Regions from separate parts of the Mus musculus genome. Here all the other regions are linked to region 3. The links are chromatin contacts, called in public HiCAR-type and promoter capture Hi-C maps. All regions are on one chromosome and are shown on one strand. Each heading gives the region's core, a stretch centred on a gene start, on an enhancer-like site or on the middle of the called end of the contact. The rest is flanking DNA. Distances are from core to core; before and after follow the strand shown.

The links. Promoter capture Hi-C pulls out the DNA fragments that hold promoters and counts their contacts. HiCAR-type assays count read pairs that join an accessible place to other places.
Region 1: a contact with region 3 is called in a promoter capture Hi-C map of liver, with 3 times the contacts expected there. The contact joins the promoter of Phrf1 here to the promoter of Echs1 in region 3. A contact is called at or near these places in 10 of 39 promoter capture datasets (3T3-L1-derived adipocytes, the C10 cell line, the HPC-7 cell line and 6 more) and 11 of 115 datasets of contacts at active chromatin or transcription factors (astrocytes, differentiating embryonic stem cells, embryonic stem cells and 4 more).
Region 2: a contact with region 3 is called in a promoter capture Hi-C map of liver, with 5 times the contacts expected there. The contact joins the promoter of Eps8l2 here to the promoter of Echs1 in region 3. A contact is called at or near these places in 1 of 39 promoter capture datasets (liver) and 3 of 115 datasets of contacts at active chromatin or transcription factors (astrocytes, embryonic stem cells and pancreatic cancer cells).
Region 4: a contact with region 3 is called in a HiCAR-type map of astrocytes, with 4 times the contacts expected there. The contact joins the promoter of Lrrc56 here to the promoter of Echs1 in region 3. A contact is called at or near these places in 10 of 39 promoter capture datasets (cranial neural crest, embryonic stem cells, frontonasal cranial neural crest and 4 more), 1 of 484 Hi-C or Micro-C datasets (embryonic stem cells), 8 of 115 datasets of contacts at active chromatin or transcription factors (T-cell acute lymphoblastic leukemia, astrocytes, embryonic stem cells and 4 more) and 2 of 9 other capture datasets (embryonic stem cells and pancreatic islet).
Region 5: a contact with region 3 is called in a promoter capture Hi-C map of embryonic stem cells, with 4 times the contacts expected there. The contact joins the promoter of Irf7 here to the promoter of Echs1 in region 3. A contact is called at or near these places in 3 of 39 promoter capture datasets (embryonic stem cells, hippocampal neurons and liver), 1 of 115 datasets of contacts at active chromatin or transcription factors (embryonic stem cells) and 1 of 9 other capture datasets (adipose tissue).
Region 6: a contact with region 3 is called in a promoter capture Hi-C map of hippocampal neurons, with 3 times the contacts expected there. The contact joins the promoter of Drd4 here to the promoter of Echs1 in region 3. A contact is called at or near these places in 2 of 39 promoter capture datasets (cranial neural crest and hippocampal neurons).
Region 7: a promoter capture Hi-C map of hippocampal neurons shows a contact between it and region 3, with 5 times the contacts expected there. The contact joins the promoter of Rnh1 here to the promoter of Echs1 in region 3. A contact is called at or near these places in 19 of 39 promoter capture datasets (the 3T3-L1 cell line, 3T3-L1-derived adipocytes, the C10 cell line and 11 more), 1 of 15 datasets of contacts at CTCF or cohesin (large pre-B cells), 1 of 484 Hi-C or Micro-C datasets (the HPC-7 cell line), 7 of 115 datasets of contacts at active chromatin or transcription factors (the SCID.adh cell line, T-cell acute lymphoblastic leukemia, astrocytes and 3 more) and 2 of 9 other capture datasets (adipose tissue and liver).

Annotation. Positions count from the first base shown.
Region 1 is chr7:141,227,208-141,230,151 of GRCm38.p6, forward strand. It overlaps Phrf1 (PHD and ring finger domains 1), which reads left to right and starts at 1,581. Exons shown (of 18, transcript NM_001081118.1): 1 at 1,581-1,684. Gm51460 reads right to left here and starts at 2,409. Exons shown (of 1, transcript XM_030243134.1): 1 at 999-2,409. The coding sequence starts at 2,004. The coding sequence ends at 1,516.
Region 2 is chr7:141,337,297-141,340,382 of GRCm38.p6, forward strand. It overlaps Eps8l2 (EPS8-like 2), which reads left to right and starts at 1,706. Exons shown (of 21, transcript NM_133191.2): 1 at 1,706-1,762. It also overlaps a transcript of Deaf1 not described here.
Region 3 is chr7:140,114,981-140,117,680 of GRCm38.p6, forward strand. Echs1 (enoyl Coenzyme A hydratase, short chain, 1, mitochondrial) reads right to left here and starts at 1,441. Exons shown (of 8, transcript NM_053119.3): 1 at 1,327-1,441. The coding sequence starts at 1,414. It also overlaps a transcript of Paox not described here.
Region 4 is chr7:141,192,638-141,195,392 of GRCm38.p6, forward strand. Lrrc56 (leucine rich repeat containing 56) reads left to right here and starts at 1,493. Exons shown (of 13, transcript NM_001172064.1): 1 at 1,493-1,980. It overlaps Hras (Harvey rat sarcoma virus oncogene), which reads right to left and starts at 1,367. Exons shown (of 5, transcript NM_001130443.1): 1 at 1,203-1,367; 2 at 193-344. The coding sequence starts at 303.
Region 5 is chr7:141,265,124-141,268,102 of GRCm38.p6, forward strand. Irf7 (interferon regulatory factor 7) reads right to left here and starts at 1,301. Exons shown (of 10, transcript NM_016850.3): 1 at 1,267-1,301; 2 at 500-921; 3 at 254-416; 4 at 1-168. The coding sequence starts at 513.
Region 6 is chr7:141,290,489-141,293,579 of GRCm38.p6, forward strand. Drd4 (dopamine receptor D4) reads left to right here and starts at 1,530. Exons shown (of 4, transcript NM_007878.3): 1 at 1,530-1,825. The coding sequence starts at 1,550.
Region 7 is chr7:141,167,421-141,170,286 of GRCm38.p6, forward strand. It overlaps Rnh1 (ribonuclease/angiogenin inhibitor 1), which reads right to left and starts at 1,516. Exons shown (of 10, transcript NM_145135.3): 1 at 1,256-1,516.

The sequences.
Region 1 (2,944 bases), core at 331-2,830, 1.1 Mb after region 3:
CCCCCCTGCTCCCAGGTCCTTTCTTTCCTTTGAGACAAAGAGGGTCTCTTTGTAGCTCTGGCTGTTCTGGAACTTGCTATGTGCTCCAGGCTAGCCTTGAACTCACACTGGTCCGCCTGTCTCTTCTGAGAGTAAAGGTTATGTCACCCTGTCCAGCCCCAGATCCCTTCTTGATGTATGTGTTTGCTTCTCCTTTTCTTGTTTTCTTCAGTACCCTACCCTTGAGTTTCTTTGTAGAATCTGGACTTTTTAGCACTGAAAGTCCCAGGTTCCAAAGCTGGTCCCCACTACCACCACATTTTATCTCCAAGGCAGCCTTTTGTCCTCTGCTCTCTGGGGATAACCCTAGCTTTCCCTCTTCTAAGTAGACTCCTATCTCCTCATCTTCATATTCTTCCTTCCCTCTCCTCCCTGCCCCTCTCATCCAGTTTCTCAGTAAATCTACAGTCTGTCTTCTCCTCCTTTCTTTTTCTTTTCTTTTCTTTTCTTTTTTTTTTTTTCTTTCTTTCTTTCTTTCTTTCTTTCTTTCTTTCTTTCTTTCCTTTTTTTTTTTTGTTGTTGTTCTTGTTGTTTTCGAGACAGGGTTTCTCTGTATAGCCCTGGCTGTCCTGGAACTCACTCTGAAGACCAGGCTGGCCTTGAACTCAGAAACCCGCCTGCCTGCCTCTGCATCCCAAGTGCTGGGATTAAAAGCGTGCACCACCACTGCCCGGCTACAGTCTGTCTTCTATTCCTATCAAAAGCCATCCCTTCTGAGCCACAGTGGTCCCTGGACCACAAAATGGGCAGTTGAGTCCAGTGAGCCATGATTGCCACCTGTTTAGTACCTCAGTGTCCTCTGATCCCCTCAGCCTCTAGGTCAGTCTCAGTTTTGTGGGTCTGAATTTTCCCTGAGTCCTCTCATGGTTCTTCCCCTAATCCTATTATGCTCCATACTTTGACCCCTCTCACCAGGCCTTTATGCGTACTAGGCAAGAAAGTGTCCTACTGCCAGGCGGTAACCTCTAGTTCTGTTCTTTCTATTAATTATCTGTGCCATACAATTAAGTTCTTCACGGTGTTCACAAGTTACTGTGCCTCTCCTCGCCGGGCTGAAGGGGACGGAGGAGCTCGTATATACAGGATCCATCATGATTAACTGCATACTGGAAGGGAACCTGAAGACCCAGGGGACATCCTGAAGCTTTTCTCTAGCGCTCCTCCAGCCGCGGGCTGCAGTTAAGTCCAGCCACCAGGAGGAGGCGCTCACGGGAGGGCGGGACGGTTGTGGGCGGAGACGTGGTCCCGGGGCCGCTCCCATTCATCGCGGCGGATGGGGAGTCGGACTGTACCAACTGCATGGAGGTGAGACCCACAGCCTGGTTTAGTGCACTGGTGAGAGCTCGGACAGCACACGCTCAGCAAAACACTGCTCTCCTCTGACAGTACTTGTGATGGGCTAGTCGGTGTTCTGAGAGGAAGGGGACGCGCTAACGTCTCGTCATCCTCCGCCGCGAGTTCCTCCCCGTTTTGGCCTTAGTAGTTTCCACCAACGGGCAGGGCAGAAAGTTCCGGAAGAGTATGGGTGCACTTCCGGGTCGGGGAGCGCGCGGCGACGGCGGCGGCGGCTGACCGGCCTACTTGCGGTCGTGTTCGGACAGAGGCGGGATCGTCTAGGAGCGTCCGGGAGGCGCGAGGTTCCCGGGTACGTGCGGTAGCCGCTCTGGCCCGGTGTCCCTGTCGCGTCCGGCCGCGCGGGCCACCTATGGTGGCCGTACGCTTTGTCTGTGGCCTTCCGGGCCGGCTAGGCCTACGTCGCTCTGGCCGCGGGTCGGTCCGGAGGACGAGAGGGTGGCTGAGGCCTCGAGCTGAGCCCCGGAACGTCCGGCTGCGACCGGGAGGCCCATGGGCGTGGTGCCGGCCACCTGTCTGGTCATGCGGGAACCTGGACTGGTGCATAAGAAAGGTGTGACCCCTAGCTACCTGGTTTTCTGTCCTGATGGCCCTCGCCCTGGCCAGCACCATCTGAACTTGCCCAAATTGTGCTTGATGTCGCGATTATCGTTTTCCTTAGTTCGAGGAGCCCTCCCAGCATTCTCGAGTAGGCACCACTGTCGGAGCTTTACAGCCATAGTTCGGAGAGGTAAAGTCACTTGTCAGTGTTACATCGCTGCAGAGTGGCAGAGCCAACATTGCTTTCAAACCTGTCTTCCTGTCTTGTGTTTGAACCCCGGGTTGCTCCCATCGTGTCTTGAAAGGAGTACTCTGCAACAGAAAACAGTAACGTGTCTGGCGACTGTCATCTTGGCCAGTGGTTGGAAGCACAGTTGGAGTTTGAGATTGACTTGCAGCTCGGCATTCCTCCTTTCTCCCCATAGACCACTCTATACTCATTCCTCTGGGAAGAATGCTGAGTGAAAAGGGCAACCTGTGGCGTCACTCAGCACTGAGAGAAAGCCAAGACTTGTGTGAGTGAGGTTCACAGAGTTCCTTATAGCTCCTCTTTTCTGAAAACTGGGACCATGACCGAGGTCCCCGTCATGAATGGGCCAAAGCTCTGTGTCTATCTCAGTCTGCATTTTCTAATATCAGAGACGGTGTGTTTCAGCAGGAGTCTGTGGCAAATTCTCTGAGCACCAGGTAGACGTAAGATAGTTTATCAGAACTCTTCTCCCTTTACTGTTCCCAGGCAGGAGCAACATGTGACAATTGACATTCCTTAAGTTATGCCCTCTGTGTTTAGAGACCATCAGCTCTTCTCCTGGCCTTTGACCTCTTGGAGAAGGGTTTCGCCCTTCCCTGTGGCTTTGAGTGGATAGCCTGTGTGTTCTTGAGGCCGATGGACCTCTAGGATCTGGGGCCCCTGATCTTGAGCCCTATTTTTCAGCTTTCTTATGCTGTTTTGTTTTGTTTTGTTTTTCTCTGACTGTGGACATTAGGTTTGGTGGGAAGCATAGGGTACCAC
Region 2 (3,086 bases), core at 456-2,955, 1.2 Mb after region 3:
CTAGCCAGAAGCCTCCCTGTGAAGTATGTTGAAGGTGGTAGGTTTCTGGGCCGTCCAGAGCCTTCTCTGGGACCAGGGAACCTTCTATACACATGGGTCCTTAGCTGATTTCCTTTAACTCATGTCTCCCAGAGACTGGGTGAATACCAGAACTACCTGGAGACGTGCTCTACCTAGCCCACAGGCAGGGTTGGGAAGGAGTAATGTCTAGAAAGCCTATGAGCACTTCTCTCCACAATGTCTCTGTGGCTTGAGCAAGTATAGCCTGGGTAGGCAGAATGGGCTAAGGCCGGTGGGTCTGGAGGGCTCAGCCACTCCCCTGTTCTTACTGGCCACATGGAAGTGGCATTCACTCCATGTGACCCAGAGTGGACATCAGTTACCACCACCAGCTTGGGCTGCCTCACAGCAAAGGTTATGAAGACTGACCGCCAGCAGCACAAAGGAGCCATCCCTGAGTTGCATTGCATGTTTTCCACCCTTTACCCATCCCTAGCTCTGCCCAGGAATGTCAGAGCACACACATAAGCCTGCTCCTCCCATTACACAGCTGACCACTTGACCCCTGCTTGCTGGGCCAGGGCGAGGTCACAGGCAGAGCAAGATTGGACCAGTTCTGTGAGATCAGCAGTAAGGGCTATGAACCAGGAAGCCTCTCTGGGGTTCATCAAGAGCTGGGCTTGGGGTCCACTTCTGCCACTCCTCTGTCCAGCTCACCTGTGATGTCCCAAAGTGTGTCAAGTGGGCAACAAGCCAGGCTAAAAACTGCTGTTGGCCCTCAGTACCCCAGGAAGTGCTAACTGTCCAGGGCCCAGGAGAAATGTGCCAGGGCCCTGCCCTTCTGAGGCTGTAGCCTGGGACCCTGACTTCCTGGCAGCACCCACTTCCTCTGCCCCAACTCTGGGAACAATAGCCGGGGCCTTAGGGTCCCTGTTCACATAAGGGCAGTACCTTGGCTAGCAGGCCACAACTCTTGTTTATTTCCTCCTAGCCAGCTAATTGGCTGATCTAAATTCACCCAACCCTGCCCCAAGATGTCAAATAGCAAGGTGGGCAGAGTAGCTTTGAGGGGGGTTGTCAACATGGTGGAGACAGGTACCCTCTTCTAGAGATAGCTCATCCCTCAGGAGATGCTCTAGTGGATGGGGACTTTAAGAACTCCTGTATGTGAAGGAGGGAGGGGCCCCCACCAGGAGCTGAAAGCTCCCAAACTCAAAAAGCCTTGGACCCAATGCCCCAGGACTAAACCACTAAAGAGCTCTGTCCCGGTGCTACTTGGGGTGGAGGGTACCTGATGGCGGCTTGATTGAGACTTCCCCAAGGCTGCAGCACTCATAGGCTTCATCCAGTACTGCCCCTGCAGGCAGGCCCATGTCCCCATCTGCTACTGCAGCTTGGCCAGTTAGAGCAGCTGGGGCCGCACCCTGTTCTCCGGGGCCAGCTGCAAAGGGGCCCCAGGTGCTTTGGGGACCGCTGGGAGGGCAGTCAGAGGCAGGCAGGGAGGCAGAACCACAGTTGGTGTGGTGGGGGGGAATGGTGCCCGGGCCCGCCCCCTTCCTTCAGGCTCCCTCGTGCCCACTCCCGGGTGACTCGGTAACCTGTCGCTCAGGTTCCTCCTCGCACAGCCCCGCCCCGGCCTATCCGGCCCAGCAGAGGTCCCGCCTGTCCCGGGAGAGGGAGCTCCAGAGGCTCTGACAGACAGACGGCGGACAAGCTGACCGAGGGGCCTAACCAAGCACAGGCGCTGAGGGACGGAGCGCAGGTGAGCACTTCAGCCAGGGAATTTGCCAATCTGAGCCTCAGTTTCCCAGAATGGCCGTGAGATGTGGAGCTCTCGCTCGGGACTCTGGGTCTGGGCGCTTGGTTTGGAAGGCAAGCCAGAACAGAGAGCTGAGAGCACCTGAGAGTGAGGTTTGGGATGGCCCGGATCGGATCTCCGGACTCAGGACAGCTAAGCCTTGGCTAGGGGGGCTGCGGGTGTGGCGTGGGACGTAGAAACTTGGGGGAGAGGCTGGGCCTGACCCTTCCTTGGGCTTTTAGCACAAGAACCGCTCGGTTAAAGCCCGGTCGGTCCAGCGGGTGGTGGCCAGTGGTTCGTGATATTTTTAAGCCAGCGGTGTGTGACTCACTCGCCCTGGTCCCGGCCCCCTCCCAGCCCTGGGGCGGATGAGGGGAACCTGGCAGTTGACAAGAGAGGTGGTGAGGAAGGGAGGGCCTTCATCCAGCAGGCTGGACCTCCTTCAGGATCTGACCTGACATACCACCCAGGGCCTAAAGGTTGGCCTTTTCCTGGCTGTTTGAGCTCAAAAGAAACCCAGAGCCTGGGAAACATCAGGCTGAGTCAGTCAGTCTTCAGGTCAAAGTTGAAGTGTGGCCTCTCAGGGGATGAGGGTGGGAGATGGGGATAGATGTGGGGGTTGGGGATCAGTTGGTGGGAGGGGCTATGAACATCCATAGCTTGCCCGGGACCGAGAAGTCTGCGGTACTACACAAAACTATCGCTGGAGGCAGAAAAGGGCAAAACATGTCCACAGCCCACCTTTGCTATGTCCCCTGTGCAGCCCTCCTTGGCTGCTGAGGAGACAGGGCACTTCTGGGGCCTTTCCCACCCTAGACTCTCAGTGATCCTACTTTGTGCGTGGACTTCTCCTGGAGCTGTCTATTATCTAGGGCTGCTTTGCCCATTGCTCCCTCCCAGCCTGCCTGGGTCTCTTCAGATGCACCCATCCCTTCCCACGAACAACTTTCTGGTTCATCTCAGCCTCTGTTGCTCCCACCTGATGATTCCTGAACTTTGTCCCCAGATTAGGACCCAGCCAGGTCCTAAGGGACTCCCCCTTCCCATTCCAGGACCACACCCAGCTCCCACAAGGAGAGCCAAGAGCCCAGGTGACTAAGCCGACCCCTCCCCAAGGTCACTCAGTGTGGAGAGCTGGAATTTGAACTTGGAGCCAGTTCCTCCGCCCTCCTTGCCCTGCCGGGGCCTCCTCCCGTTCCACTGGTGAACCTACCAAATGCTCTAACACGCTGGGCCTCCCTTCAACCCGGAAAGTGGCTACAGTAAAACCAGCCTGAGCCCCCAGGCC
Region 3 (2,700 bases), core at 191-2,690:
CTTAGAATTGGGAACAAAACACCCATGGAAGGAGTTACAGAGACAAAGTTTGGAGCTGAGACAAAAGGATGGACCATCTAGAGACTGCTATATCCGGGGATCCATCCCATAATCAGCTTCCAAACGCTGACCCCATTGCATACACTAGCATGATTTTGCTGAAAGGACCCAGATATGGCTGTCTCTTGTGAGACTATGCCGGGGCCTAGCGAACACAGAAGTGGATGCTCACAGTCAGCTATTGGATGGATCACAGGGCCCCCAATGGAGGAGCTAGAGAAAATACCCAAGGAGCTAAAGGTGCAACCCTATAGGTAGAACAACATTATGAGCTAACCAGTACCCCGGAGCTCTTGACTCTAGCCGCATATGTATCAAAAGATGGCCTAGTCGGCCATCAACAGAAAGAGGCCCATTGGACTTGCAAACTTTATATGCCCCAGTACAGGGGAACGCCAGGGCCAAAAAGTGGGAGTGGGTGGGTAGGGGAGTGGTGGGGAGGGTATGGGGAACTTTTGGGATAGCATTGGAAATGTAAATGAGGAAAATACTAAATAAAAAATATTAAAAAAAAATTCACAGTGGAGTACTAGAAGTCTGTAGAGGAGTTGAGCCAAGGAGTGGGAAGGGAGGAACTATTCAGCTGGCTAGGAAGGAAAGTGGGTGTGTCGGTATGGGCTACGCTGATTGGGTGGCTTGAAGGACACGATCAGGAGAGACTGTGGAAACAGCAGAGACTAGACAGGAGGCACTATGGACAAACCTTTCCCAATACCCAGGCTGTCTTACTTAACCTACTTTCACATTCTCTTAAAGCTACCTAAACACATGGGATTTCACAACCAACATGCATGTTCCCAGCTGACACTCATAAAAGTTCGAGCGTTGAGAAGCTATTACACCCAGAGCCCTCCCACTAGACATGGCTTCGAGGTGCTAGGATCTGGCTGGGCTTGTAAGGTGAGACTAAGGTCAGACTGAGGAGCGGGGAACGGGGTAAGGAATTGGGAAGGGGTCAGTCGAGCGCTGGAGTTGGAGGCTCAGAAGGAAGATCACCAAGCTAGAGTCAGTGGTCACTTGCAGGAAATCTGGGTTTAGTGTGGGGATGCGTACTCGAATCCAGGGTCCAGGTACTTCAGAGTCAAGTGTTGGGAGTGCATGCTTGTGGAAGTAGGGGGTCAGACAAAAGATCTAGAGTTAGGAGAGAAGGGCCAGGATCAAGTGAGGATGCGTGCAGGCCGGGGTTTAGGGACCACCCAGAGGTTATGGGTGGAGAAACCACCCAACGTGGGTGGGGTGACGCACCCCGCCGGTGTCCGCACTCACCCGAGGCGAAGCGCCGTAGTTCTGGGCAGCGGACTGAGGACAACAGTGAGCTACAGGCTCTGGGCAGCAGAGCACGCAGGGCCGCCATGGCGGAGAGACGATGTGTTCCGCCCACAGAATCGCCCCGCCTGCAGAATCGCTCCGCCCCAGATCCCAGGCGGGATGAAGACGGAAGCTTAAGGGGTGGACCCGTGACCTGAGCGGGCTGGTACAGAGGGCGGGGTGGGGCAGCGTGGGGTGCTGGGCTGCGGTTCTTGGAGTAGTCTGTTAATTGCATCACTTTGGTGGTGTGCCCTTGGCGGGTGCCCGGTTTACGAAGCCAGACTGGGAGACATGGCTGTGCCCTTTCCCCTGTGATGGCCGTATGCTTTCGTTCTTGACCAGGGGAAAAACTACGGGAAGACGCGATCACAGATACAGTAATAAAGCATAAAGCGGTAAAGTGCAAGACGGTTTTGTTTAGCTTTGTGTGAGGGTCTTACTTCATAGCCCTGGTTGGCTGGAACCCTCCTTATGGGCCAGGCTGTTTCTCAATCTCACAGAGATCCATTTGCCTCTGCCTTCCAAATGCTTGGATTAAAGGCATGAGCCATTATACCCTGCTCCAGAGGTATTCTTTACATGACAACTGACTAGCTTCATAACACCAGGTTAGAAATAGCTGTGATTTTACAAGATGAGAAGATTTCACATAAATTTAAAAGAAAGCCAATGTTTTGTTCACGTAAATTATCTTGAATTATAACTTAAAAATATTTAGCAAGTATTATCAGGCCTTCATTTGTATTCTTGCCCTGGTCCTGCAAACCCTAGGATAGAGATAAAGGACAGAATCTCCAGACAAAAGCAAGCTTGATACTGTTATGCCGGGAAGTTTGTGAACCCCAAAAGTCCACCAAGGAGCCTTTTCGATGTAATAGTATTAGGGTCTCTATTACAGGCTCAGGCTTGGGCCCTCTCCTCCAACTCAACCCTGACACAGCAGGACAGGAAGGGAAGGCAGAGAAGCCTTGAACTCTCATCTGGACAGGGCTTTACAAGAAATGGAAGGTAAGAGAGGGGGTGTCCATCTTGGAAAGTATCTAACTGAAGGTCTATTGTAAGCCGACTGTATTCAGTCACAAAGGGTCTGAAAGTGCATCTGAAACAATCAGGCTAGTCTTTGTTTTACTGTTGTTAGGAAGTAGCTACAGAGTAACGCTGGCCAAGGACAAGCCATGGGGTCTTTCCTGGTACGTGGGTACAACCTGGGTTCTTCTGTAGGTCAAGTTCTCAGGCTTTTTTTTTTTTTTTCTTTTAGATAGAGGCTGGTCCCAAGATGGAGTAGGTTTGGATTCTCAATACTTTAAAGAAAACAATCCAAACCAGAATAGA
Region 4 (2,755 bases), core at 243-2,742, 1.1 Mb after region 3:
TTAGTGGGGGTGGGGGGTGGGGGTGGGGTCTCACCTCTCCTCAGACCAGAGAATCCACAGAACCAGCCTACACCCTTGCACCTCTCATACCCTGATGGATCATACCCCATAACACCTACAAGACCTGGGCTGTTTGGTCATTTACCCATGACCACTGCCACAGCCCACCTCTGGCAGGTAGGCAGAGCTCACCTCTATAGTGGGATCATACTCGTCCACAAAGTGGTTCTGGATCAGCTGGATGGTCAGGGCACTCTTTCCCACGCCTCCAGCGCCCACCACCACAAGCTTGTATTCTGTCATAGCTTCTACAGCGGCTGCCAATCCAGGAGCTCCTGCCCCACCTGCCAATGAGAAGCACACTTAGCCAAGGCCCTTGCCACTTGAGACGGCTAATAGATGCCTGACCCAAGGGCCCTCTCCAGCATTGAGCAGGCAGGCCTGCCAGTGGCCCAGTTGATCACCTGTGGCACCTTCAGCTTGAAAAGGGAGGACCCCACCCCCACCCCCCAACCTCCTCAAACAGCACTTAATGGCTGTGTGAGGAAGCAGGGAGAGGCCCCCAAGGCAGGGCTGACAGCTGAGAGCTTCTCCCAACCACGCACCCAAATTAGAAGTCGCTAGGTAGGCAGAAACCCTCAACTGGAGGCGCCTGAGGGCTGAGGCCACCCCCCAAAAAACAGGTCCTGCCACGGCGGCCTCGGCGTGCCCAGGCAGGCCAATGCCAGCCTACAACCGGCTCTGGCCCGCCGGCATGTGGGTGCAACCTACAACTATTTACTGAGCGCCTACTGCATGCCAGGCGCGGTCCCGGCAGCGGGGGGAGGGTGGCTGGAGAAGGACCCTGCCCTCCACTAAGACAAACCTTCCACAAGGGGCCAGGGAGCTTTCACAGAGGGGGGGAAAAACGGCTGAGGGTGTGGGAAGCAGGTGACTACAGGAACGCGAGGGATGGCTGGGAGCAGAAGGCCCTGGTTGGGGCCCAACGCGGGTGTCCTTGTGGCCCCGAGGCCCGAGCGTGATGGCCGCGGGGCGCAGAGTCTCCGGAGGCCCGGGCGGCGCCTCGCTGGGAGGACGGCCACAGGCAGAGCGAGTCCGGCCGCAGAGGCGGGCAGCCGGACGCTAGGCACGCTGCCGGGCCGAGAGGAGCAAGGAAGCACCGATCACCTGCGCCCCGCGCCCCACCCCGTGCCCGCACTCACCGCTTGCTGGCGCGACTGCCCCCGGGGCCGGGGCCGGGGCCGGGGCAGGGCGGGGGCGCGGACGGGCGCCGGCTGGGCCCGCGCATGAGCTCCGTCCGCGGCGGGTGCGGCTCGGGCTGCGGGCGCCGGGAGCGGACGGCGGGGACTTGGCCGGGCCCGCGCTCGCCCCGCCCCGCTCCGCCCCACGCCCGTCCGTCAACTCGAGGCGGCCCGTGATTGGTCGAACTCCTCCGCACCGCGACCTGTTGTGGTTGGCTGAGCAACCCATCCGTCAGAAGCCGAAGCTGGGCGGGGCTTCCTGGAGCCGCGGGGAAGGCAGTGCCGGAACTTGGGTCCTGCACTCAACAGTGATGTCTAGTGCCTAGGTGCAGAAGAGACAGACCGAGACCGTGCTTACGAGCCCGGGATTTCTCCGGAGAGAAACTGGTGCACGCTCGGGTTGCGTTGAGGACCTACTACAGAGCCTCCACCCTGCAGCCTCACCAAAGGCCCAAAGGCCCACGAGTGGAAAGGTCATCCCGACCGGGTATTGGTGTCGGGGACAGTCAGCACCGCGGACGCGGAATAACAGAGGAAGACAGAGTTCGCCGGAACCCCTAGCTGCCTGTTCTCGTAGGTCGAGGTGGAGCAAAGGCTCCATCCTGGGGCAGCGTCGGCCCATCACACCGCGCTCTTCGTGTTTTGGAGAAGACCCCCCTACCGCTCTCAAACTCGAGGTCCCAACACTGCAGAAGCTCATACTGCGTCCATTTGAAGAACGACCCCGAAAGTCAGAAAAGTTGGTATTGGGGCGAAATGAAGTGTTCCACCCACTCAAGCAAGTAGGGTACATCTGTGTCAGACGCAAATGACATGTTTTCAACACTTTTTGAAATTTCAAAGAAACGAATAAGCACGTCCTCAGAAAAACTCAGGCTTTTACTCAGGTCGTGCAGGCCTGGGGTTGCACGCTCACCCCGGTCGCCGCCCGGGGTGCAAGCTCGGCTTGTTCTATTCATCTAGCAGGCAGATAACCGAGAGCTGGCCAGAAGCCTCTCACGGACGGCTCTCTGAACCACCGTGAGTGCCTTCACTGCGTTCAGCCGTCCGGCTTGTCTCTTACTCTAGGGAGCATTTCCACCGGATCTGCCGCGTGTCCCGGCAACCGTTGCTAGGGGGCGGGGCTCATCTTACCGAAGCCCCGGATGCCCGCGGCTCACGAATATTTGGGTATTCAAATGAGCCCCGCCCCCGTTGCCATGGCGCCAGGCCTGCAACCCCATCGCGGTGGTAAAAATAATAATTAAAAAAAAAAGCCCTCACCTGAGAGAGCGACCGCCGCGGTGGAGGGGCCTAGTGCTGCGCCCCAAGTCTTGGGCACTCTGGCCCACCCCTCAGGTGAGAGCCTAGCACCTCCTCTCCATGTCCTTTGTGCTAGGGGGATCCTGGGCGACCCACGTCTGTGGGACAAGACATACAGGACAGAGTAAGCAATAAGTCATGAAGTGCAGTGGAAGGGGATCACTCTAACTAGAGAAATGTATCTGGGAACGGCAGGAAGTACAGGAGTTAGG
Region 5 (2,979 bases), core at 51-2,550, 1.2 Mb after region 3:
TGGATCCCCTGAATTGTCTTGGCGCAAGATAAAACGCCCTGTGCTGTGGAGTGCACAGCGGAAGTTGGTCTTCCAGCCTCTTCGCTCTCTTCGCTCAGCAGCCTCAGCCTCTGGGGGTGGCAGGTTAACTCCACTAGGTGGCCACCTCCCTCGGGCCACAGCCCAGGCCTGAAGGAGAGGAGAGAGCATGGGTTGAGGCTGGATTCCCCCAGGAGTTCTGGCAGATTATAAAGAGGGCAGGACTGGGTACCACCTTGAAGATCTGTGCATCTTCTTCATCCAGATCCCTACGACCGAAATGCTTCCAGGGTACGCGGAAGACTGTGCGAGCCTCGTTCAGCCACTGCAGCCCCTCGTACTGGCCGCTGCTGACCTCCCCCAATAGCCAGTCTCCAAACAGCACTCGCTGGACCCCCCTGCAGGCAGAGCAGCCACGCTGGGGTTAGGGCTAATGTAAGGGACACAGGACCCAATACAACCAGGGTAGACATGTTCTCACCTCACTTCAGCCATTGCTCCGTCTACACAGGCAGTCTGGGAGAATCAAAGTAGATGCTACTACTCTGTGATGCCTTGTAGTCACTGGAGCAGTCAGCTATTGCAAATAAGGCCCCTTGGGTGCCTCTATGGTTTTAGGTTGTAGCCACAGATAGTGTGACCAAGTTTCACAAATGTGTTTTAAACGTTACAAGTGTTGGTAACAGGTAGGAATTTCAGTTTCACAAGTGTGACCCAGGTATTAGGGTGTTGAGGGTCACAGATGAGGTTTGAGAACTTGTGGTCACCTAGGTTCAGAACTCAGTGTAGATTCCTCTGCCAAGGTGGCTGTAGATGTGACTACAGATGTAGCGGGAGCGCACACGTGATGTCACAGGTGTTAATCCAGCGTCCGAGCCTGGATGGGCTGTCACAGGCTGGACCCTGCGAAGACACAAAAGGGGCGGGCCCAGACGAGTAAAACGAAACTGCATCTCAGGAAAATGAAACCTAAACAGTCTAAACAGCGCCCGGTAGCTGCTGGCTTCCCGCTGTCTCCACTGTCTCCATGCCTACCAGTGCAGTCCTCAAACTACACCCGACCCTTACTCAGATCCCAATCCCTGCAGACCCAATTGCAAATCCTGCCGGGACGTCTGCCCTCCTGTTTCCCCCGAGCTTCTCTTCACTGCCCTTCACTGATCACTCACTACTCTGTAGAGGGGACAAGAATTTCCCCTGTGGCACTAGCTCACCTCCCTCCCCGAGTGGCCCAAGAGTCCCACATACCTGGTACCGGAGCCGCCGGGACGGGTTTTATCTCAGTGAAAAGGAGGGTGCCAGTGCTTTTATAGTACTTCGGGCAGAGGCGGGGCAGAGCCCAGGCAGGGTGTGGCTTAAGGGCTCCAGACGTCACTAGGGTGTCACTAGTTTGTAGCACTCAATTGCAAATCCTTCCCTCCTGTTCCCCCCCCACCCCCCAGCTTCTCTTCACTGCCCTTCACTGATCACTCTCTCAGATTCAGTCTTCCAGGCTCTTTGTAGATTCAATGAGAGAGGCTGACCCTGCTTTGGACAGAACAGCCATGTCTTGGAGGACAGTAAGAATAGTAAGTAGGTGGAGGTCTATCTGCCAGGCTCAGCCCCTGGTGGAAGTGTGGGAAAGGTCTTTCCCCAGGACCTCTTCAGGAAAGCACATTGGGACAAGGCAGGGATACCCACAACAGTCAGTAGGTTTTGTTTGTTTATTTGTTTTGTTTAGCTGGCTGAAAAAAATCTTAGAAAGTGGAGTCTAAAGAGAGACTATGGTACAATTTGGCTTAACACTGAGAATGGTACAGATAAGAATATACCATCTGGGGGCTGGTGAGATGGCTCAGCAGGTCAGAGCACGACTGCACTTCTGAAGGTCCTGAGTTCAAATCCCAGCAACCACAAGGTGGCTCACAACCATCCGTAACAAGATCTGACTCCTTCTTCTGGTGTGTCTGAAGACAGCTACAGTGTACTTACATATAATAAATAAATAAATCTGAAAAAAAAAGTAAACTGGGCATGGTGGTGCACGCCTTTAATCCCAGCACTTGGGAGGCAGAGGCAGGCAGATTTCTGAGTTCGAGGCCAGCCTGGTCTACAAAGTGAATTCCAGGACAGCCAGGGCTACACAGAGAAACCCTGTCTCAAAAAACAAACAAACAAAAAACAACAACAACAACAACAAAAGTATACCATCTGGGAAGAATATACCATCTGGACAGAGGTTGAAGCAGAAGGATTGAGGCCAACCTGTGTTATAGAGTAAGACCCTGGAAGCTGAAGAGGCAGCTCAATAGTTAAGAGCCCTGGCTGCTCTTCCAGAAGTCCTCAGTTCAATTCCCAGCAACCATACGGTGGCTCACAACCATTTTTAATGGGACCTGATGCCCTCTTCTGGCACACAACTAAATATATATAATATATCTCCACAGTCAAGGGTTGTGTCCATCCTTCTTCAGAGAATCTTTTGTTTTGTTTTGTTTTGTTTTTGTTTTTTGAGACAGGGTTTCTCTGTGTAGCCCTGGCTGTCCTGGAACTCACTCTGTAGACCAGGCTGGCCTCAAACTCAGAAATCCACGTGCCTCTGCCTCCCAAGTGCTGGGGTTAAAGGCGTGCGCCACCCACCATACCTGGCCAAAGAAGCTTCTTATTGCAGTGGGTAGACCTTTAGGGAAGGGGGTGTCCTTTATTCAGTGATTAAATTGTCCTTGTTCCAGCTGGGTCAAGAAGCTAGAACTAAGAAATAGCTTAGTGGTTAGGGGCACGAACTGCTCTTCCTAGACAACAGGGGTTCAAATCCAGCACCCACATGGCAGCTCACAACTGTAACTCCAAAATTTGACACTGTCACATAGACATGCATGTAGATCATACACTGATACACATAAAAGTAAAAATTTAAAAACACCAAAACCAAACAAAACATTTAAATAGAAACTAGTTAAACTCAGAGGGATACTGAGAAGA
Region 6 (3,091 bases), core at 280-2,779, 1.2 Mb after region 3:
GCAATTGTGTGATGTTTGGAATTCTGGGAACTTTTCAGTTATATAAATGCCAGGGCCCCGAGAGGTGGGGTGTGGTGGTTGATGTTTGGGGGAGCCGGGGTTGGATGCTGTCTGTTAGTAGTCTAGTAGTCATGCTCAAAGAAGAAATAAAGGGATCTCTCCCACCTCCCCTCTCTCTTTCTTTTCCTCCCATCTAGTGATAGGGGGTGTAACAGGGGGAGGGGAGATAAAGGGTGGGAGAGAGAAGAACCCACAAAGTAGCAAATACCAACTACAGTCTACCTCCACTTGAAGATAGCCCTTTAGTCACAGGACTCCAGGTAATCTCTCTCAGCATTAGTAAGCCCATATACAAAAATTCTTTCATCAGCATAGTCCCCAGGTACTTTCACTGCAAGGGCTCCCAATCTTCCAGGGACTGTCCTTGCTGCTGTCTCTTCTCCTGTCCTGATTCTACAGTGTCCTCTCAACCTGTGCTGTCCTGTTCCAGCCTAGGTTCCTGTGCTGGCACAGAGAAAAGTATGGCCTCCAGATGTGGCTTGGGAAAAGAGCCCCCATGTGAGAGTTCTCTCAGCTCAGAGAGTCCTTGTCAGGTAACCCTGGTAGTCAGCGTGCCATACAGTATCAAATGCAAGGAAGCTGAGGGTCAAGATAGGAAGTGGGGTAACCACTCAGCGGCCCACAGAGGATGGTTAAGGCTTAAGGCTGAACCAGACATGGTGGTCCACACTCTTTAATTCCAGCACTCCGGAGACAGAGGGGAGGCCGAAGGATCTGAGTTCAGTGCTAGCCTGCTGTACAGAATAAGTTCTAGGACATACGCAGGGAAACCCTGCCTTGAAAAGTCAACAACAACAATAATAAAATTAATAATAATATATTAGATAAAAAGTTAAGACTGGGCCTTGGAGGTGCCAATTATCAATTTCACCATGGTCCGCTTAAGCACTGACTGATGGAGACTTGGGAAGAGAGATGGTGAGAAAAGTAGGGCCAGCCAAGGCCTGGATCCCAAGAGTTGCTGCACATCTGCCCACAGAGAATGAGCTTGGTGTGCTGCTCAGTATTGCTAAGCCCAGAACCGTTAGTGAAAGAGGCGAGGAGCCTTTAACCTGTTCCAGAACCAGAGCTGATGGTTTCCCACGTGGGAAGGACCCCAGTGCAGGAGTATAGATAGGTTCTCCACATCCTCCAAGGTATCTTGGAGAGCCGCTTTTGACAGGTAATTTAGTGGCCTGTCTCCTGGCCAGGATGGGATGGCTGGCTCTGACGAATCTGGTCCAGACAACCTGCTTTTCTACCTAGGTTTCTGGAAGCACAAACTAGCCCCGATGAGGGGACACATCAGCCGCTGCTTAGCCTTTTTATGCCAGTCACTTCGCTCATTTCTCTTGAATTGAAGCATTTCTCCCTCTGCCAATTTCCTAGAGTTCAGAAATTCAAGCCGGGGCGGGGCGGGGCTGGACGCGCTGGGGGCGGGATTCCGGGTAGCCCCTGCCTGCAAATCCCCAGGCTCAGCGCCTCCCGGAGCGGGTTCAGCAGTGGCACCATGGGGAACAGCAGCGCTACTGAGGACGGTGGGCTGTTGGCCGGGCGTGGGCCAGAATCCCTGGGGACTGGCGCCGGGCTTGGGGGCGCGGGCGCGGCGGCGCTGGTGGGGGGCGTGCTGCTCATCGGCTTGGTGTTGGCAGGGAACTCGCTCGTGTGCGTGAGCGTGGCCTCCGAGCGCACGCTGCAGACACCCACCAACTACTTCATCGTGAGCCTGGCTGCTGCCGACCTCCTCCTCGCGGTGCTGGTGCTGCCTCTCTTTGTCTACTCCGAGGTGAGCCTCGGTGCGCTCTTCCCCTACCTCCACTGCTCCCAGCCCCCCAGCCCCAGCGCAGTTTCGCGCTTGGACCCTCAGCCACCTTGAGCCAGGGTGTTTGCAGGGACGTCAGGTCTCCTCACTCCTGACTATCCACTCTCTCCCGCTCTTCAGAATCTTTCGCCTACTTTTCCTCTTGTCCGTCACCCTACCATCCTCTGGATTCCTTCCTACTCTGTCTGAGAGCTACCTACCCAGAGAGGACTCGTGTCCCTAAAACCAAGAATCGCAGAAAATTGTCCTTCCTATTTAAGCCCTGGCTTCCACTGCAGAAATGCTGCATCCCCCAGCCTGTGGCAAAAAACAGCTAGCTAGACAGGCGAAAGTGCAGACACGCAGCATCAGCATCACTACCGATGACTACTGCCTTTTGGGAACACACACACACACACACACACACACACACACACACACACACACACACCCCAGCCTGTGCCAGCTCACTCTCACCCTTCGGAAGAAGCCCAAAGCCTGCAGCCACCCAGCTCCCAGGAGCTCGGAGCAGCAAAGGGTGAAGGCAGAGAGGCCTGGGCAGGATACTGAACCTGAGGGGCCGCTAAAGGGAGTGGGTTCAGGACCTTTTGGAGACTCCTGGAACACAGACACCCCAGATCAGGTCTGGCTCGTAGGTGGGTCTGCTGTGGTTACTGGCAATTCTTATCTGCCCACGGTTTGGGCAGGGTGGGGTGGGGTGAATGGTATTTCTAAAGAAGACCCTGAGTTCTGGAGCTGGAGCAGAGGCCAGTGGCCACACTTGACCCCAGGTCCTCCCCAAGGCACAGACGTCACTGTGATGATTCTTAAGCTCATAATCATCCCAAATCAGTGTGAAGGGATTTGGGGACGGCTGGTTTGAGACGGCTGTGTGCTCCTTTGCCCTTGAAAAAGAACACTCCGTGCAGCAGATTCACAGACAGCCCGGCGAGGTCTTTGTATTTTTAGGACACATTTGTCCTCAGGACAATTGCCATGTGTCCAGCAAGTGAAGAGACCTATCCAAAGCCCCACAGCAGTGACAGTTCATGCAGGGAGGATAACTCGAGTCTTGGAGGTGGGTAGGATTTGTGTTTAGGGGGCCAGGCTTAAGAATTTAGGGCCTCCTCTCCCCTAGATGTTATCAACCCCCCTGGGTCTTACCCAAGCTTCTCACATAACCAAAGAAGACCTAAGTCAAGAGGCAGGTCTGTTTGCACGTTCTGTCTCCAACACATGTCTCAGGCTCAC
Region 7 (2,866 bases), core at 266-2,765, 1.1 Mb after region 3:
GGATCCAGGCAGTGTATCACACTAGGAAAGCTGGGACAAACAGGTTACAGGCTCTGACAACCTGAATAAGCATGACAGGCACTGGCTGTGGAAGGATGTATCTGAGGCCTAGAGACAAATACCCATGTCTCCACATTCCTAAGCAACTATCTGTCAAGCAAGCTAGCCTGGACAGCATGTGGGTATCCTGGAAGGCTTGAAAGAAGAGATCAGTGCTGTGCTCCTAGCACTGAAGGGAGAGCGGTACTAGGTTCTGTTTAAGAGAAACAGAAGTCACTTCAGCTGCTCTCTATAACAGTTACCGAAACTGGCAAACAGCTCTGTGTGAAGTTACAGTGCCTGGCACAACATGGCTTTACTAACGGGGTCTTCCCCTTCCTTCCCAGGGCTAGGAGGATACCCCCTTAATGCTAACCAGGAGCACTTTACACATATTGACACAAGGGCTAGTGACAGGGAAAACTGAGGCAACGGCAGAGATAACTCACTGTGGACATATAGCCAGGGCATGGAGAAACCAGTTAGCCCCACCCACAACTCGCCAGGGAGTAAAACCAGCACTGCCTGGATCAGATGTGTCATCCAAAGCCAGTCATCACTAGGGCACTGCCACTGGGGTGGGGTAGCTACAGTACTTCTAGTCACAGGTGCAACCCACACCTGCTCTCTTATGCACTACAGACTACAGGGTCCTAGAGTATCTACCTTTGAGGAAAGCACAGGACTGGACTTTATGGGAGGCAGGGTGCCAGCCAGTCCTGACGATCATCTGAGGTCAGGGGCAAGGGATGTGAAAGAACCCAGGCAGCTGGTTCTTCTCCCACACTCCTCCCCCTGTTTGGCCTTGGGACCAGGCAGGAGGTCCCACCAGCCTGGCTTAGAAGCATGATTCAGGCCTCTGCTTTGATGTGATTGGATATTGCTAACTAGCTGCTCCTAGCTGTTGGGTTAATCCTAGGATCTGAAGACACCCTCTTTGGGCCTTAAAGTGAGCGAGCGAACAGGTCGCTGGCGACGGAGCTATGAGGTCAGCCTTCAAGCACCAAGCAAGGCTCCTCTGAGGCACAAATGTGTCACCCTAAGGGAGGAACAGGCCTCAGAGACTCGCCGGGCCCGTGATCCCGCCCCCGCCCAATTTTTTGATCCCTCAAACCTTCTGGTCCAGCCGCTCTGCCACGTATTAAGAGGGCCAGGAAGGGACCCGAAAAAAACTCTCAAAGGCAGCCGGGCGCCCCGGAACATGGCCCTTGCTCACCTGGTGCCGCTGCAAGAGGTCCCAGACGATCCGTTTTCTTCCGCCCAGGGCGGGGCGTAGAGACTTTCGCCGCTTCTCTTTCTCTGGCCCCAACTAGCCTTTCACTTTGCCTACTGGAGACCGCCCACTAGGTCTGTCCCTCCCACATGCAGGCTGCACTTTGGGAACAGAACTTGACAAACCTGAGTCACTTCTTTGAGCCTGACTAAAAATACGTAAAATGATCCACAGCTGCCACGAAATGGGTGTGACTGTGATGAGAGCTTCTGGTATGAACACACCCATCTCTCCTACAGGCCGACCAGGTTTTCATGGCTAGAACAGTGTTCATTATGAACAGCCTTTCTCCCTGGGGATAGGGCTTGGGATGTCGAGAGCCTCTGATGCATGGGGCTCTCAAGCATTTCGTCACTAAGCATTTCTGATATTTGTCTTAAATATCGTTTATATATGAATGCTTCATCTGCATATATATCTGTGCATCGTGCCCAGGAAGGCCAGAAGAGGGTATCAGATTCTTGGGGAATGGCCACCATTCAGGTGTTGGGAACTACACCTGGGTGCTCTGGAAGAGCAGTGTCCTAAGCCATCCCTCCAGCCCATGTTTAAACTTTGTAACATACTCCCAAGTTATAGGATTTGCTTTTGGTTTCTGTATTTTTGAAATAAGGTCTTGATGTGTAGCCCAGGAGGGCCTTGAACATGCAGATTTGCTTCCTGAGTGCTGGGATTCTAGCACTGTGGAAAAAGTCAGCATTGAGAGTTTGTCACTCAGGAGCCCTGCTCTCTTGCACAAATGGCCACACACACCCTTGCCAAGGAACTGGCATCCATCCACCTAAGTGTTTGTTAAACACTTGTCATTTGCCAGATGCTGTTCTGAGTCCCTCCGGGAACTTTAATAATACAAGTAAAGGAGAGTCTAGCAGGCCAGCATAGGAAATCAGGAATTGTGTTCCCTAAAAGACCTGGGACAGGGAGCCCTGAAGGGAGAGAAGGAGGCAAAGAGACAGGCAAGAAAAGAGGCTGGAACTCAGCTTCATAAACCCTGTGCAGTGGCCACTACAGACAGAGCTTAATCTTCATCGCTGCAGAGCCATCCTCATGGAACCAATACCAACAACTGACCTGTGAAGTTGGGGATCAGTTCTTTGGGGAAAGATTAAAGCCTGCCCAATTAGAAGGAAAACTTTGGCCAGCCAGCCTTTATTTGTTGCTGCCATGAAGGAGAATTCCTGAAAAGAAGCTGTATCTACAGAGACTGGCTGATTAGAGTTTCAGTGCTGTGGAGAAATTGGGCTGGTGCAGTTCCAGAGGCTGCCTTATCCTGGGCTAGTTCTACCCCTCTAGAACAGCTCTTCCTTGCCTACCTGTGTTGCAACTAATATCTTGTGATCAGGCTGGCCTACAACTCACAGAGATGTGGCTTCCTCTTCCCCCTGACTGCTGGTAGGAAAGGCAAGTGTCACCACACCCAGCATCCTTTTGGAATCCTTTAGCAGACCAGTAGCTTCCACTAACCAAAAGCCAAGAATGTCATCAGTTGGCATCTTGGACTTACAGAAAAGCTTCCTTCCTCTTGTTGTACCAATCTCTCTGATGTACCCTTCA